Linked DNA regions of Sus scrofa: regions 2 and 3 are each linked to region 1. The links are chromatin contacts, called in public HiChIP or PLAC-seq maps. All regions are on one chromosome and are shown on one strand. Each heading gives the region's core, a stretch centred on a gene start, on an enhancer-like site or on the middle of the called end of the contact. The rest is flanking DNA. Distances are from core to core; before and after follow the strand shown.

Region 1 (3,867 bases), core at 390-2,889:
TTACAGAGGGCAGTCATGTATAGATGTTAATATCTGAAAAATCTTGCCAGAGCTGAGGTGTCGCCTTTCTAAAATTTAAATCTGGTAATCATTGACTTAAGGTAACTAAATGGCCCTGATGAAGATGTTATTTCCTTAACTAAAATGTCAAAGCAAATTTTAAGCCTTGACAACAGACTTGGGGCGTGGGGCTGGGGGTGTGAAGGGAGAAGATAATGAGAAAGAGAACAGTCTCATTTTTTCTGGACTATTTTCTTTATGGCCACATCCACAACAGGCTCAAGTTCCTGGGCCAGGGACTGACCCCACATCACAGCAGTGACCCCACACCACAGCAGGGACTATGCCAGATCCTTAAGCTGCTGAGTCACATGGGAACTCCTCTAATTTTTATTTTACTTATTATTCTCTCCTGCTGCCAAGCAAGGGCTGGGCATAAGGTAAGCCATTTACATACTGATAAGAGAACATAGATTTTAAGCGATTTTGGCTCACTAGAAAATAGAAGTTCTATGCCACAAACTGTTGAATAAGCTCATGGTCTGGATGTGTTTTTCTTTCTGGAGATTTCATCAGCAAGGAAGCAGAGAGGTTGGAGACAGTCAGGCCCAAAGGCAAGGGCATGGCCTTCATAGCTTTACAAAGATGCTTCAAATCCCAAGTTTTATCATCAAGTAAGGTTTTTCTTTGAAGACAGGAGCTCCAATAAGCCCAGAAAAGTTGACAGAACAAAAGGGTTTGAACTCTAGGGGGCAGGAGAGGGGACACATTCCTTTCTCCATCTTGGCACCAAAAAGACCAGGAGGCATTGCTCTGAGAACACGGCTGCTCATTGCTCAGTTGGCCCAATGTTTCATCCTCCAAATAACTTGTCACAGTGGCTGAAGTAGAACCTGCTCCCTCCACCTCCTCACCTTTCGATTGTGCAGCGGCAACGTAAAAACATAGCTAGACATTAACAGTTCTCCATATATAACATGCCAATCAAAGGGCTGCACACCTGACCAGATTCTTTTATGGAGTCCCTCCCTTGCCCCCGTTTTAGGGTTCCTATTATAAAAATAACAGAGCAGCAATGGTAGCCGTGGAAATAAGCTTGGGAAATATTTTCTCTTCTTAGAAGGCAAAAATTGCTCTAGCATTTAAGGTAGTAACACGCAGAGATCTTAATACCCAAATCCCCACAACATTGACAAAATGTGCAGTGAATATTATTCATCCTACCAATGTGATATTACTCACAACAATTTTTAGGAAATTATTTGGCAGGTTCGACCTAAATCCAGTGAAGCGGTCTGTGCACCTCTGGTATGTTTCTGATATCTAACTATAGCAGTATTTGTCTTTGTCCTCCAAACTCTTTTATAGCACATGGTATGCATATTTCAGCATCCAACATTATTAACTCATGACCAACTGTCAGTTGATGGTTATCTAACACATGGGGTCTCCACAAAAGGGAGCCTTATTTGGGCAAAAGCGCTTGTCTGCCCCAGTCTGTCTATATTTTCCCTCCAATGAACTTTATTTGGATTATTATTTGCTGTTCGTGGAAACGAACAGTAAGGCTGCATGTGTGGCAATCGGAAGGCGGGGAAATAAATCCTTAGCAAGTTAAAACACTTGGCTGGTATTAAAACCGTTTCTAGCTTTGTTAGCTGAAAATAAACTCTCGGTTGCCCTCTTGTGGTCAATCTCTGGGATGTGGTGGGAAGACCATAAAGACCCAGAAACTAACAAGAGAGTTTAATCAAATACAGGTAAGGACATTCATCCTTGACAGAAACAGTCACAAATCACAACCTTATGTTGTTTTATAGGTTTTAGAATTTACATTTACCAGCCCTCCTATGTGGAGAAGGATGGGAGATAGGAAGGTAGGGCCAGTAATACGGAAATTTAGAACTTTGTCTTCTTGGAATACAATGACATCACTATATTTACAGCCATGACTGTTAGATATGTGGCAAATTGATTTTTATGAGATTTCGAACCTTAGAAAAAGTCATGCCTACATTTTAAAAGTTTCTTCATAACTAAAAATAGACTGATGTTCCAACTGGTTTGGAATTATAGCAACCAAAGAAAGAAGTCTGAATAATTCCCTAATATGGAAGAGAACAACTTTTTTTTTTCTTTTAAAATAAGGAACGGTTTATTTGTTTCTGACAATAGGCAACATATGGAAACTTGGAATTTATAGAACCAAGTGTCAGTACAGAATTTATCCATATCCTCTAAGAATAAAATTTTATAAAAATCTGAACTCCAAACTTAATAATCGGTCACCCAATTTGGTATTTAATTTTTAAAAACATCATTTAAATCAAATTTCTGCTGTAGGCCTTTCAACAATTTCCTGCCTAACAGGCCCATCCCCAAAAAGCAAACAAACCTGGTATTAAAACAGACTGAGCAGCTTAAGAAAAAGCTGGGGGCAAAGTACATGAGAACATAAACTATTTTTCTTCTTATTACCAGTAAATGTCCCATTTCCCTCTTTTATGTGTCTCTCTTTAGATAAAAACCGCTCCTCCAACCAGCATTAACAAAAAATGCTCTGTACTTGTAAATATGATTTTAGGGGCAGATTAATTTTAACTTGGCTTTTCCACTCGCACGTGGAAGTCCAGTGTTGCAACAGTTGTTTGGTTTTTGTCTTTGAATTTGCAAAGTTTCTAAAGTAATTTTACTACAAAATTAAACAGCTGTGAGTTCTTTTGCAAACATGATGATTCTTGTTCTTCTTTGTACTATTGTGCAAGCTGAAATACCCTTTCTTTCATGTCTTTTTATTCCAAAATGAATTCCCCAGTTAGCCTTGTTTAGCTTTAAAAAATATAATGAAGAAAGGGGGTGGTGTTTGCTGACCTCTGAAATTCATCAGCATTTAAGCACAGGGAGTTTACACAAGGTACATAGTCAAAAGGGCTTTGTTTAATTCCTATTATGGAATGGAAAATGATATTCTGCCCCAATATAATGCCAATCCTTGTGTACAACAAAGCCTCTTGCAAATATTTCTGAGGCGCAGGGGATCTTATGCCTATTTTGCAGATGAGAAAACTGAAACATCAAGAAATGGTGAGGGAGTGAGGAATGAAGACGTTCACAGAGTTTGGAATTAAATTTAGAATTTGACTCCTAGCCCAGGACTCTAACCACGTGAGGGCTCTGACTCTTTGGAATCAACAGAAGAGCAATTTTAAAACATTCTTTTGACATTATTAACCACAGCCTCAGGGCTAGGGGAGTGGGGGTAGGGGTGGGGCCTGGAAACAATACGGAGCTGCTAGGTGACGGCCTCTTGCGACACTGCTAATGAAATGGCCCCCTTGATCCTTACCACCCTATATTCTAGAAATATTCAGAGGCTTAGCAATTCCCTTTGTGTCTTAAAACATTAAAATCTAGATTCGAGTGCTAGTGTAGACGGCCTCCTTCATGACATGAAGTGCAGAAAGTGGCTTCAAGATGTGAGGAAAAGAAAGTGCACTTCTAAGATGGGAAGTGCAGAAAGTAGCTGGTGACTTTTCTACTGGATTTGGAGCCAGTGTTGGCTGCAGATGTGATGATGGCAGAATTCTTAGTTTGAGTAATTTATAGCATGACGACATTCAGGAGCGTTAAGGGGAACATTAGACACCATCTTGTCTGAACCCTTATTCCACGCATCAGGAAAGGGAGGCCCAGAGACTCTGTGAATTGCCTGAAGTCACACAGCATGATAGATACCAGTCTCTGTTGGCTGCAGGGGACCAGCAGCAATGCCTTGGCAGCAGATGGCTTTCCAATGAGCCCCAACTACCTCCTCTTGGGTCTCTGCAGGGCGAGCTCTGTCATCCCAAGACCACGTAACTAAAACAC
Region 2 (3,867 bases), core at 346-2,845, 200 kb after region 1:
TGAGTAATTTGCTTATTACTTTTTTTGATTTTAATTCCTCATTCCTAAGAATTAGCATTGACTATGTATTCAGTAATTTAATCATCAAAACAGCTTTATGAGTTAGGTCATGTTATGCCCCTATTTCATAGGTAAGGAATCTGATTAACAGGTACTTTAAGAAACTTGCTCAAGGTCATGTGGCTAAAAAGGAATGGTGCCAAGAATATTAAATGACCATCTTAGATCTAATATTCTGTGATTTTATGAGAAAGTTTTTTACTACATCTCATCTGTGATTGGGCAGTGATCCTCTAAGTGGAAATCATTCACCACTCAGCAGATTTATTGAGCATGTACTCCATGCCAGAATTAGCCAAGGCTCTGGGGAACCCACAGGGAACAAGACAAAGTCCTTGCCCTCAGGACCTTACAGTCTAGTGGGGATTGGGGTGGGGATGAGGAAACAGGCAATCCATCTAGGTAACAAAAATATTAATTATCGCCAATATTTCTATAGTGAATCATATTATTGAAGTATCATGGCATACTATTTGGAAAAGCCAAAATGTAGAAATCAATCCAAATCCCCATCAACTCATGAATGAAATAAGCAAAATGTAGTATAGTCACATAATGGGATATTACACAGCCATAAAAAGGATGCAGACAAGGGGGAGGGGGAGAGAGTGGGCTGGGCTGGGAGTATAGAATTAGTAGAAGCAAATTATTACATTTAGAATGGATAACCAATGAGATCCTACTATGCAACACAGGGAAGTATATCTAATTTCTTAGGATAGAACATGATGGAAGATAATACAAGAAAAAGAATATGTGTGTGTATGTATGTATGACTGGGTTGGTTTGTTATACAGCAGAAATAGGCACATTATAAATCAACTATACTTTAATTAAAAAAAAAGGAATGAAGAATTCATATATGCTATAACATGGATGAACTCCAAAGCACCATGTTAAGTGAAAGAAGCCAGATACCAAGGCTACATATTATATGATTCTATTTATATGAAATATTAGGAAAACCCATGGAGGCAGAAACAGTTAAGTGCTTGCCAGGGCCTAAGGGAAGGGGAGAATGGGGAGTGACTATTTAGTAGGTATAAGGTTTCTTTTTTGAGTGATGAAATATTGCGATGGTTGCACAACACTGTAAATGTACTAAACATCACTAATGATACACTTTATGCTATTTGCATTTTACCACAATAAAAAAATAGTGATGATAGGGAAGGCCAGACTTCTTATTCCCATTTCAAGTTAATGAATTCCTATCATCACCTGCATTAAGAAAAACTGGTCTGAGCACTGTTGTGGATTTAAAGGTGAATAAAATGTAATCTCTGTCCTGACAGATTTTATGATCCACTTATTGGAAGGATAGAAGATCCATAATGAATTATAAAGAATCATTAAATCAGCATCATAGTGAAAGAACAGGCAAAAAGATGAGGAATATTTGGGAGAAAGAAACGATTTGTCACCACGGCAATGAAGACATCATTAATGTTAAGTTCTGGCCACAAAACCCAAGGGAGCCCTCTGTGACATAAAGCAGGGGTTGGCACACAGCCACAGAGCTGTCATAGGCCAAGGGGACAAGAAGCAGAAGTCAAAGGAACCAAAGAAGGTGAAGGGGAAGAACCAAGCAACACAGTGAGAGTAGGATAAAGTTGCCCATTGCTCCAACAAGATGGCCATCATCTGAGGCACAGCCACAGACAAGTGGCAGGTGTCCATGAAGATGGGTGATGGGGGATGGGGGGGTAGGAGGAACATTTCATCTTAAATCAAAATTATTAGAAAATCCTCAGGGAGGAAGCAGTGGTTCATGTGTCTTGAAGGCTGAATAGCAATTTAGTAGATGGAGAAGAGAAAGCTATCAGAAAGGATAAGTAACTTGTTGGAGGTTTCATAGTAGTGCGAGCAGGAGGGTCTGTGGAGCAGAAACTGAAAGGTAGGCTCCTCACCCTAGTTGAATATACTGTACATTTGATACTTATTTGTGTATTCTGAATTTGCAAATTTGCCTACTCACTATAAAATTTACTTGCAATCCAAACCATACTTGGGGCATTTTTGCAGGCTTTCATGCAGAGTGGTAGATAATTTGTCACTGAACAGGAAGGTGTCCAGCTGAGGTCAAAGTGATACTCTGCTTTTCTGTTTCTTCTCATACTATAAACAAGCATCCTTTTCTCAGTGTGGTAAGCACCTTGTTTTCACACTTTGGTGCTTTTTTGTTGGTGATGTCATTGTTTAATAACAAATGTTGGAGAGGGTGTGGAGAAAAGGGAACCTTCCTACACTGTTGGTAGGAATGTAAATTGGAACAATTGCTATGGGAAACAGTATAGAGGTACCTCAGAAAACTAAATATAAAACTACCATATGACCCAGCAATCCCACTCTCGGGCATATATCTGGACAAAACTTTCTTTGAAAAAGACACATGCACCCTTATGTCTATTGTAGTACTGTTTGTGATAGCCAAGACATGGAAACAACCTAAATGTCTATAGACAGATGAATGGATTAAGAAGATGTGGTATACATACACACCAGAATATTACTCAGCCATAAAAAGAACAAAATAATACTATGTGCAGCAACACGGATGGAACTAGAGGTTCTCACACTAAGTGAAGTAAGTCAGAAAGAGAAAGACAAATACCATAGGATATCACTTATATTTAGAATCTAATATATGGCACAAAGGAACTTTCCACAGAAAATAAACTCATGGACTTGGAGAATAGACTTGTGGTTGCCAAGGGGGAGGGGGAGGGAGTGGGATGGACTGGGAATCTGGGGTTAATAGATGCAAACTATTGCCTTTGGAATGGATAAGCAATGAGATCCTGCTGTGTAGCACTGAGAACTGTATCTAGTCACTTATGATGGAGCATGATGGAGGATAATGTGAGAAAAAGTATAGATGTATGACTGGGTCACTTTGCTGTACAGTAGAAAATTGACAGAACACTGTAAACTATAATGCAAAAAATAAAAATCATTAAAAAAAAAAAGCCCCTAGCATAGTGCTGAAGTGCTGGCTACACTACTGTTTCTGAGTGCAAACAGGATGTGATGTGCCTTATGAGCCTTATGTTAGATAAGCTTTGTTCAGTCTTGAGTTTTGATGCTGTTGACTATGAGTTTGATGTTAAGGAATCAGCAATATATATTAAATAAGGTGTCTTTAAACAGAACCATATAAAAGTAGGTTGTAGATAAATAGATGGAGATGTGATCAGAGGCTCACAGGAAACTAACCCTATATTTCCTTTAGGAGCACTGGTTCAGTATTCACTAACTCGGTGCTAGCAACAACTTGATGGAACATAATGACCACAAGTAGGAGAATCAATAGTACTTTTTGTTGTTTATTCCCAGGTTTGAAATTGGACCATTCCTTCTCAGCTCATCACTCATCATTGACTTCCATCCCCTGGCTGAACACATACTCACAGAGGTATGCACACATGCATGCATGTGCACACACACAGGCACATACACTCACACACACACACATGCTTCTCCCCAGAGATGCTTACATAATTTTTAGAATTCAGAGCAAAATGAAAGTGCAAGGCCCTTGTTCAATCATTAGGAAGAAATGAAAGATGAGGGAACAGAGCTTTAATCACTTACAGTGACCTGAGCACACGTCAAATACCCATGAAGCCATCTCTGCTTCTCCCCACCCCCATCAATCACATCTTTACTTCTGTGCATGTGCTTCTTTTTTTCTCTGGGACCAAAAAAAAAAAAAAAAAAAAAAAAAAAATGCTCTGTTCACCCTATATCTTTTGAGATCAGTTTACCTAGCCAAGTGGACATACCAAATATCTTCCGGGAAGAGGG
Region 3 (3,867 bases), core at 509-3,008, 170 kb after region 1:
CCTCCTGTTTGTGGACCTAAGTCCTTTTATCTCACTCTGCAATCAGTCACAACCCGGGGTGGAGGCAGGGAATGTTTGGTACAATATTTCCTATATAAACAGTTTCACTGTAAAAGGAACAATATGGCTCTAATTTTGATGTATGATCCGTTTAGAAATATGCAAACACATTTGAATATACATCCTGTACATGACAACAGCAATGTGAAATGGATATGCAAAAGGATTTTTCTTTCTTTCTTTCTTTTTTTTTTTGCAATAGTGCTTTTCCCAGCCCTCTCCCCAGCCAGATAATATCAGCTTCATTTGTAAGCTTTTTAGTGAAAACGCTTGCTTTGATAGCTTTCCCCAATTGAAAAAAAATATATGGAGTCAAATAAATTTTTTTTTTTAATGGTCAAGTTGTCCCCTGGTACACACACTCTATCTTAGTCTGAATACAAATAAAAGCAGCCCACATTGAAGAGGATTTAAAATTTTCTAATGGAGCTGTGAAGGAAAATTGGAAGTGGCGGTGGTAGACACCCAGCTCAGGGATATTCCAGATGTATTTGTTCTGTGTGAGAGAAAAACACTTGGATCATTAGGTCCTGTTTGCCTGTGCCAGGTGGCGCAGTGGGGGGAGGAGCCGCTTGGTCTCTCTGGCCTTGACCGGGCAGGGGCAGCCTAGTGATGGTGGTAGTTTTTCTTTTCTCTCTCTTTCCCACAGTACAACTTTAACATTGAATAACAGAAACGCAGTGAACATATTATTAATTTGGCTACTAGAAGTTTTCATTAGCGAACAGGGCTCCTTTCTTAAAAAATAAAGTGTCACCATCATCCTGTCACCTAATATTAGTATGCTTTACCGTGAATTTACTAAATACCAGAATTTATGGATACCAGCTACACCAACCTAGGAGGCTGATATTATTAATATCCCCATTTTTCTGAAAAGGAAACTGAGTCTTGGAAATACTATGTACTTTAGCTAAGGTAATATATTTAGGAAGTGGTCTAGCTGGGATTAAAATCTAGTTTAAGAGCTCATTTTCTTCATTTCAAACTGCCTCTCAGTCCTAATACATAAACATTTTAAATCTTTCCACGTTTTTAGTCTATCTTTGTACATAAATAGGCATAAACATTCTTACATGAGATTAGGGTGAATAAATACACTGGACTACATTAAAACTGGAATACTTAAAATATTTAAAAATTATCTGAAGATTTTTTTGATATTGCTTGTATAGTCTTCATTACTATGAATTTGTCCTTTCCAATGGCTGCAAAGTTCATATTAAAAAAATATATTTACTGGAGTTTCTGCTGTGGCACAGTGGGTTAAGAGTCTGACTGCAGCAGCTCGGGTTGCTGTGGAGGTATGGGTTTGATCCCAGGCCTGGTGCAGTGGGTTAAAGGACCTGGAGTTGCTGCAGCTGCACTGTAGGTCACAGCTATGGCTTGGATTCAATCCCTGGCCCCTGGAACGTTCACATGCCACAGGTGTGGCCATTAAAAAAAAAGAAGAAGAAGAAAAAAGAAAAAAATGTATTTACTGTGTGATTTCAAGTTATGGATTAGGTATTTTATTATTGTGTAAACTAGGCATTTTGTTCTTCCCCCACGAAAAAGGAAATTGTTAGTTTTATGTGTCATTATCTCTGTTGTGCAAATATGGAAGTTGAAAGTCACAAGATTTAAGTAACTTACCCAAGATCTGGCCAGTGTCTGGGCTGACTCCATACCCTGGCTCTTTTCACTCTTCGTAGGTGCTTTTAGAAACTAGCAAACTAGAAATGAGTCAACAAAAATGTCTAACATTTAGGGCATGGATACTCATCATATTCTTTGTGGGCAATAAATTTACTATGTTGATGGCAACTGAATGTAACAAAGAGCACTAATTTTTTCCCCAATGAAAACTCATCATCTGGACCACACTAATAGGATCTGTACTTGGACAGGTGACCCAGTGATCATGACGGACTCAGGCAGACTTAGCCAGGACCAGCAATCTGTCAGTGTATATTTACAGGGTCTGGGCTTTCGGTCTCTTGGGGTCTGCTCTGGGGACAGAAGGACAGAGGCCATCAGATGGGGAAGGAGGTATCTTGAATATCAGACTTCAGTCCTTTATTTGGTGTGTACATGCAAGTGGGAAGTCCCCACCACCACACACAATTTGGAAATTCTTTTTCTTTAAATACCAAGACCTCACTATCTTTTTCTCATCCCTTCCCCTTCCTGTTTTTTTTCTCTCTCTTTAATTCAGGCATCTTCATCAGTGCAGCCTGTTATAACAAAAATATGATAGACTGGGCAAAAATTTCTTTCTGGAGGCTGAAAAGTTCAAGATCAACAGGCTGGTAGATTCAGGGTTTGGTGAGCAGCTGCTTTCTGCTTCATAGAGAACCAGTTGTCCTCTCACTGTGTCATCACCTAGTAAAGAGCAGAGAGCCAGAGCAAGTTCTGTGTCTCTTATTTGAAGGGCACTAATCTCACTCATGAGGGCTCCACCCTTAAGACCTGACTATCTCCCAAAGGCTCTGCCTTGTATCCCATCACATTGGGATTAGGATTTCAGCATGCGAATCTGGGGAGGGGAAACACATTCAGTTCATGACAGCAGGGTTTCCCAACATTGCTGGGGCAATGACTGGTGGTATACCTGAGCTAGTTTTTAGGGGTACTCATGTGAACATATTAAACATTTTAATAGCTATGTCCATAATTTGAAAATACATATAGCAGCTCATGAAGCAGTGACCTCAACCAATATTATTGCTTAGGATGAAGCTCAGTTAAAATAAAAAAGGGAATCATCGAAAGAAAAATATTTTAAAATGTATATATGGGTGGTACAAGAATAGGCAAATATCCCAAAGGTGGTTTGTGAAGGAGGGAAGTTTGGGCAATACTGCTTAAAAGATGTGATCTCTTTCCTTTCCTCTTGTTCTGCACTGCTGGCCCAGTCTGTCACTCCAGCACTATGTTTTCATGATCTTTCTGGCGGCAAGCCTGTCTCTCTTGCCCTTTGAATCCACCACGTCTAGGCCCCCACACTTGGCACACTGCCTAGGACAGAGAAGGAAGTTCAACTGGGATCCTCAGTTTCTCTGCTTATAAAACAGCCAACCACCAACCTATGGTCTGCCCCTGGGCCCTGCCTCCCAGCAGCAAGTTCTGGATCCAGGGCCCTTGAAGTCTGATCTTCTGCTAAAAGAAGGAAACAAGGGACAGAAATAGAACAAGAAATCTTGAACACAGATAAAAGGCTTTTTTGATATTTGCATGAAATATGCTTCTTAAAGAGGAACTATTTTTATAGTATTATCTATAAGAGATTATAGGCAAAAATTAATTTTCTAAGTCTTTATAGTTAAAACAGTCTGTGCACAGAAGGAATTTAAATTCCTCTTTTAATAAAAAACCATGCATTGTCCTGCAGGCAAAGGGCTAGGTTTTTTTTTTTTTTTTTTTTTAAATGTGATTATTTTGTGATTTCTGAGGCCAAGAGAAATTTGCAAAGTGCTTCAAAGACTGCTGTGCTTACCTCATTGCATTCCAAACTGTGTCTATGCTTCCTCATAAAGAATTATTTGGGGGTGGGCAGGGGGGTTGGTGGTGGGAAGGGATGGCAGAAATATTACAATATAGCACTTCAATAAAGTATTGTAAAACCATGAAATACAGCAAGGATAGGAACTAAAGACTTTCAGGTGAAGGAATTAAAAGACATGCGAGGCAGGATGAACTGCCTGAGATAAATAAGAAGCCAATAATTGAGCTTAGAACTGAGAGTTGAACCAAAGGCATCTGAAGTGTTAATTTATTAAATAATCCTTTGCTTTCATGACTTACAGTAAAAAATATTTGTGGTCA

The links. HiChIP or PLAC-seq counts read pairs in DNA pulled down with a chosen protein or histone mark.
Region 2: a contact with region 1 is called in an H3K27ac HiChIP or PLAC-seq map of alveolar macrophages. The contact joins two enhancer-like sites. A contact is called at or near these places in 1 of 47 Hi-C or Micro-C datasets (embryonic fibroblasts) and 2 of 2 datasets of contacts at active chromatin or transcription factors (alveolar macrophages and skeletal muscle).
Region 3: an H3K27ac HiChIP or PLAC-seq map of alveolar macrophages shows a contact between it and region 1. The contact joins two enhancer-like sites. A contact is called at or near these places in 1 of 47 Hi-C or Micro-C datasets (liver) and 1 of 2 datasets of contacts at active chromatin or transcription factors (alveolar macrophages).

The regions. Positions count from the first base shown.
Region 1 is chr14:65,538,688-65,542,554 of Sscrofa11.1, reverse strand. The region is part of intron 4 of ARID5B (AT-rich interactive domain-containing protein 5B); the gene reads right to left. Among named protein-coding and RNA genes, the nearest start is that of ARID5B, 130 kb to the right of the region's middle. Within about 2 kb of position 1,639, at least 28 of the 83 cell types and tissues checked have an H3K27ac peak or open chromatin away from gene starts, as enhancers often do. A contact at or near this core is called in alveolar macrophages, where this site is marked.
Region 2 is chr14:65,339,124-65,342,990 of Sscrofa11.1, reverse strand. No RefSeq gene overlaps it. Among named protein-coding and RNA genes, the nearest start is that of ARID5B, 68 kb to the left of the region's middle. Within about 2 kb of position 1,595, at least 1 of the 83 cell types and tissues checked has an H3K27ac peak or open chromatin away from gene starts, as enhancers often do. A contact at or near this core is called in alveolar macrophages, where this site is marked.
Region 3 is chr14:65,373,127-65,376,993 of Sscrofa11.1, reverse strand. No RefSeq gene overlaps it. Among named protein-coding and RNA genes, the nearest start is that of ARID5B, 34 kb to the left of the region's middle. Within about 2 kb of position 1,758, at least 5 of the 83 cell types and tissues checked have an H3K27ac peak or open chromatin away from gene starts, as enhancers often do. A contact at or near this core is called in alveolar macrophages, where this site is marked.